2 separate regions of the Mus musculus genome follow, and region 2 is linked to region 1. A link is a contact called in public HiChIP or PLAC-seq data. All regions are on one chromosome and are shown on one strand. The core of a region is the stretch at or near the end of the contact, and the rest is flanking DNA. Distances in the headings are between cores, read along the strand shown. Region 1 holds the start of Pgap1 (post-GPI attachment to proteins 1). Region 2 holds the start of Stk17b (serine/threonine kinase 17b (apoptosis-inducing)).

Evidence for each region. HiChIP or PLAC-seq counts read pairs in DNA pulled down with a chosen protein or histone mark.
Region 2: an HNF4G HiChIP or PLAC-seq map of pancreatic cancer cells shows a contact between it and region 1. The contact joins the promoter of Stk17b here to the promoter of Pgap1 in region 1. A contact is called at or near these places in 4 of 39 promoter capture datasets (cranial neural crest, maxillary cranial neural crest, pre-B cells and 1 more), 1 of 484 Hi-C or Micro-C datasets (uterus), 1 of 115 datasets of contacts at active chromatin or transcription factors (pancreatic cancer cells) and 1 of 9 other capture datasets (adipose tissue).

What each region holds. Positions count from the first base shown.
Region 1 is chr1:54,556,397-54,559,096 of GRCm38.p6, reverse strand. It overlaps Pgap1 (post-GPI attachment to proteins 1), which reads left to right and starts at 1,413. Exons shown (of 27, transcript NM_001163314.2): 1 at 1,413-1,663. The coding sequence starts at 1,517.
Region 2 is chr1:53,783,908-53,786,607 of GRCm38.p6, reverse strand. It overlaps Stk17b (serine/threonine kinase 17b (apoptosis-inducing)), which reads left to right and starts at 1,393. Exons shown (of 8, transcript NM_133810.3): 1 at 1,393-1,534.

The DNA of each region.
Region 1 (2,700 bases), core at 164-2,663:
AGTATTACCCAGACTTTCCTGGCCCTTCCAAATCTACCTCCATACCTCAAAGCAGCTCACCAGTCCATTTTCCCAGTCCTCTCTTTACAAATAGTCCGTATCTTGTAGCTAGGTGTATTTGCTTAGATATCCAAGTGTTTCTGTCTAGGGTTAAAAAAATTGTTACCCTTTTACCTTTGGATTGTAGCTTCTTGATGTGAATAGCAGGGTTTTGTATAAGATAAACAATTAGCTTCCTTTTCGGTCTTGAAATTCTTTGATTTCATGCATCCTATCCAGCTTTCCTCAAAATATTTGCTAGAAAATTAATCTAATAAAATAAAATTGAGTCAGTGCCAAAGATCATTCTAAGTAAAATTCTGAAGTTAGCAGCACGCACGCACGTGCACACACACACGCACACACACACACACACACACACACACACACAAAACTCATCTGCTGTCTGGTTAGCTTTAAGGGCTGACACCTCATAACATTTCAGCGTTTCGAAGCTGTTACAAGTATTATCAATGGGTTTAATTTGCTTTTTTAAAACCCCTTCCTTTGTGTAAAGACAAATGGAAATTCTTCAAAATGAACTAAGTTATGAGAAAGAGTGGAAGCTTGAGCAAAATTCTCTTCTAACGTCATTGTGGAACCAGTCCCCAGAGACATGGGGGACTTGGAGAGCACCTCAAGTCAGTGCCGACCTGGTCCTGCAGGTACCAACTGGGAACATCATGTTGGTAGGTATTTTTATATTGTTTTTTTTTTTTTTAGACTTCGTCTGATTAAGGCTTCCACCAAGAACAGGATTTCCTTTGACTGTCGTGTGTTTTGTTTCAATGAGCAGGTGTTGTTACTACCTACAGGGCCCAAGTCGGTGGTCTAAGAGGAAGGGGGAAAGCCATTTGTCTCTTCTGGAATCAAGCTAGTTGGTCCTTGAAGCGAAATTGCGGAGGCCCGAGATGGTTCAAAATTGAACAGGATGGGGTTTGAAACTGTTGCAGGGGAAGGTGTGCGTGACAGCCACCTGACACGCCTTTGATGTGCCGCCTCTCTTGGCCAGTTAGCTCTGAATCTCTAACAGTCTCTGGACTCTAGGGCGTTATCCTTGCCCCTGGCCAATTCCTGCGGTACCCACCCGGCCATTCCCTCTCCTGCCTCTGGGATCCCGCGCTCCCATCCCCCTCTCCCTTTCTTCCTCCACTCCCCGTCCCCCCGCCCCTCTCGCCCCCTCCCTTTTCTCTCCATGCCCTCCAGCCCAGCCCACTCCGCTTTCTCATTCCATTTTTTAGGCACACAATCTCGCTCACGCTGCAAACGCCCACAGCCCCCTCCTCCGTGGGCGGCACCGCGGGCCGGCTGCTCGCAGTTGCGCAGGCGCGCTGAGCGGCAGGCGAAGGGGAGGGGGTGCTGGCGGGCTCCGCGCAGGCGCGCGCTGCTCAGCTGGGCACGGCTTGGCACCGGAGTCTTTCCCTCGCTCTGTCTAGGCTGCCGAGCTTCTCCTGGTGTAGAGGCGCTCGTCTGCACCATGTTTCTCCACTCAGTCAACCTCTGGAATCTGGCGTTCTATGTCTTCATGGTGTTTCTGGCGACCCTGGGGCTGTGGGATGTCTTCTTCGGCTTCGAGGAAAACAAGTGCAGCATGAGCTACATGTTCGAGTACCCCGAGTACCAGGTACGGCCCTCCCTTACCTGCGCGCCCACACCTCCCGGGCTTCTCTCGGGCTCAGATGGAACGCTCCGACTCGGAGCTCTCCTGGCACTCGAAGTCTCCTGCTTCGTGCTGGGCAGGGCATCCTCGCCTCCGCGACCCCTCGTCCCCCACCCAGACTCCGGACCCCGACTTCTGACCGCCAGAGAGCCAGCTCTGGTCCCTCTCCCCAATCCTTATACTTCCCGGACCCTCCTTTGCTTGCAAGGAGATGATTTCTCTTCGCGCCCAGTGATGGGCGTGCGTCAGATTTCGCTTTTCTGGAAAGAAGCAGCGTCTTGCAGAGTTGCCAAAGCTGATTTAAAAAAGAGGCTCTGAGGTTTTACCTCTGGGTGAAGTGACAGACTGGCCTGATTAATAATTAAACTGAAAACTATCTAGTTTTCCTCCGGTGGAGAATTTTGCCGATCCACCTGTTCTGTAGGTTTTGAGTCCGTGGGTGTGTGAGTGTGCGTACCTGTGTTTTCGCATGCCTCTGAACAGTCAGTGACCTGCATAATCGATTACGATATCTGTTATAATCGGTTGCATGTACATTCTGGTGTTATTTTGTCTTCTCACTGGGTTTAACAGGATCTGCCTCCTCTTTCATCGCCCCCCCCCACCTCCTCTGTTCTAATTTGAATGCTTTCATTAATTGCTTCATTTGTTCCGCGTAGTAGAATCTAAAATTTCATTCATGACCAGCAGTAGAAAGAGATGATAACAAATTACACAGCTGTCAGGAGAAATTCCCTTTGGTGATATTTTTCTTGAGATTTCTAAATGAATCTAAATTTTGGAATATCTATTATAATAACTCCTATAAAATATGCATAATACATTTTGATAAGGTGCATTCTTAGTATACTTTTAGGATCATAGCAGATTTTTTTTTCTGTCGATAAAGAATGAAAATCAGGATTGAGTCTGTGTACAGGTCCTTATAGAGGGAGCCTGTTTGATGCTCTCTTATTTACATTTAAAAACTGAAGTTTAAGTTGCTGAGGAGCAAGCATCCT
Region 2 (2,700 bases), core at 144-2,643, 770 kb after region 1:
AAACACCAAAAACGATCACAAGGAACTCCAAGAGGGCACTGGCTAAGCCTTGGTACTGACACTTTTGGATGCAGCTGCTGTTTCCTGGAAGAAAGTATGGGAACAATCTCATTGGTTTGTGGACACCTTAACATTTATGCTTCCCTGGCTAAAAAGATGCAACATTATCCATTTGACAACACTTAAAGAATCAATACATTATACTGAGGCCTGTCTAAATAACAACACAGACCTCATGAAATGGTTTTGATAACTTTAAATGCATGTGTCCTGGGACATACACTGCTTGGAAGGGCAAGCAGATGGCTTGAAGAAATCTTGGTTAAATGTGACAGGGGAAGAACATAAAATGGTTGCTAAGATGTTCTAAAAGCAAGAGAGTTCCACTCACAGAATTTTTCCCAATAGTTTTTTATACCTACTAAAAAAGTACCCTTCAGCAGTTCTAGATTCTATGTGTAGATGCTACATATAAACGTATAAGTAACCTAGGATCTTATATGTATGTAAACCTACTGTATCTAGCACGAAACTTTCAGTTTTTAAACAGTCTTCAATAGTTAACAGATCTGGGGGCCTGGGGGTGGAACTTAGAAGTGGAACCCTTGCTAAGCATGTGAAAGGCCCTGTGTTCTAACACTGCTAAGAAAGAAAGAGAGAGAGAGAGAGAGAGAGAGAGAGAGGGAGGGAGGGAGGGAGGGAGGGAGGGAGGGAGGAAGAAAGAAAGAAAGAAAGAAAGAAAGAAAGAAAGAAAGAAAGAAAGAAAGAAAGAAAGAAAGAAAGAAAGAAAGAAAGAAAGAAAGTAGCAATGGGCATTGAGCAGGTACAAGTTTTCCTCATTTCCCCTACCACAGTAAACCAGCAATTAGTTCATCTTCAGATTCTCCTACAGTGTCTTGAGCTAGTTAGTGTCTTAAGACATCCAGCTGTAGAGACTAGGATCCTGGAGTCCTATTTATGGCTTCAAGAACCCATAGCAAGCTGGAATCTCTATTTGTAGGGTAGGTTCAGGAGGTAAGGAAGAGGACAAGGAAGATTTGAAACACAGAACTTTAATCATCACAAGTCAAAGAGCCCGGACATCGGCTTCTTTCATCTCTTGTGTCCCGATACTTACACATCCCGGAACTACTCTGAAGGTGGAAAAAGTGGGAAAAGAGGCGCGGACCCCCCCCCCCCCCCAACCCGGCCTGCACACTGTCCAGTTCTAGGCTACATCCAGCAACCAAGTCTTCAGGCGCTCGGCGCTCCGCCCACTCCCCGCCCCCCTCCTGAGGCCCGGCCTCACAGCACGCGCTGCCGGCCGCCGCCCCGCCCCGCCCCCACGTGACAACCCCACCCTCCGTAATCGCTCCGATTGGCTCTTGGGCAGCAGAGGGCGGAGTCTGTGTCGAAGTACAGTGTCCCAGACGCGGCTGCACTTTTCAAACCTCAACTGTAAGAAGCGTCGGTCAGCGTCTGTGCGGTCGCCGCCGGGAGTCGCCTCACAGGGGCCTGGCTGACGGCGACCAGCCGTTGTGGGGAAGAGTGCGAGGTGAGCCCGTGTAGCCGTGGCCCGGTCGGAGGGAGGGCAGAACCCGCGACGGCGCGGAGCTGCGGCGGAGCGGTCGGTGTGGGGGCGCGGGGACCCTGCGGCGAGCCCGAAGGCCAGAGCCGGCGTCCCTGAGCGCGGCCATGCCCGATAGCCTCCGCGGCGTCTCGACGTGGTCCTCCGGGTGGCTCCGGGGCTCGCGTGCTGTGGGCGCGGGACGCCTTCACGTCGGGGCGGGTGGACGCGTCCGGCCAGCAGCCTGGGAGAAACTTTGCGGTCATCGCGTGGGCCGCTGTCAGTCCCGGCGTGGGGAGCCACAGCTGTTTCCGTGACTTTTTGGCTTTAAAGCAGTGGGAATTCTTCTGTACTTGTGACCCATCCTCAGACTAGACAGCCACATCATGGCCACGGTCTGGATCTTTATCCCGACTCGGCCTTACCGTGGGAAAAGCGCTTAATTTGGCTTCACTCTCGGGATATAGATGAGTGGAGACAAAGTTGAAAGAAACTTCACGGCCGGCCGGCTGGTGGCTAGTGGCCGTGGCTGTGCTGGGACTAGAGAAGCGCTGGCTTCAGCTTGCAAGTTGGAATTAAGAAATACTTCTGAAAGCCTAGGAATTTCAACCATAATCATTAGCTTGCAGTGTGACATTCACTGAGGGTTTGGCTGACGTCATGTTTACATACATGGTACCGATAACACCGAACCTCGCCGGCAGGTTTGATACCGTGTGGACTTTTTAAGTGTTCAAGACTGGGAGAGAGGCTGTGCCTTGAGCAGCAAGGTCTGCAGAGGTAACGAGGCAAGTGGAGGCATATGTAACATGGAATTTAGAACTCCAGGAGCACAGTTTTATTATGGAGAGATATAAACTCCTTTCTCATTGGTACAGTCTTCACAGTGAGATGCCCAGAAATGGTTTTCAACAACTTCATAAAAATTGAATCACAGTGCCTTAAAATTGTGTATATTAAAAAACACTAGTCCATGGAAATCGTGACCAAATTTTAGACCTGTCTTTTCACCTAATCTTTTTGATATTAATTTAATTTTTTGGTAGTTTTAATATTTCAAGTAATTGGTTTTTTTGAGATACACATACATTTTAGATAATTTTCTGGAATGAAGGTTTACTATTAAAGTAAATTTACTTACATGACAGTATGCT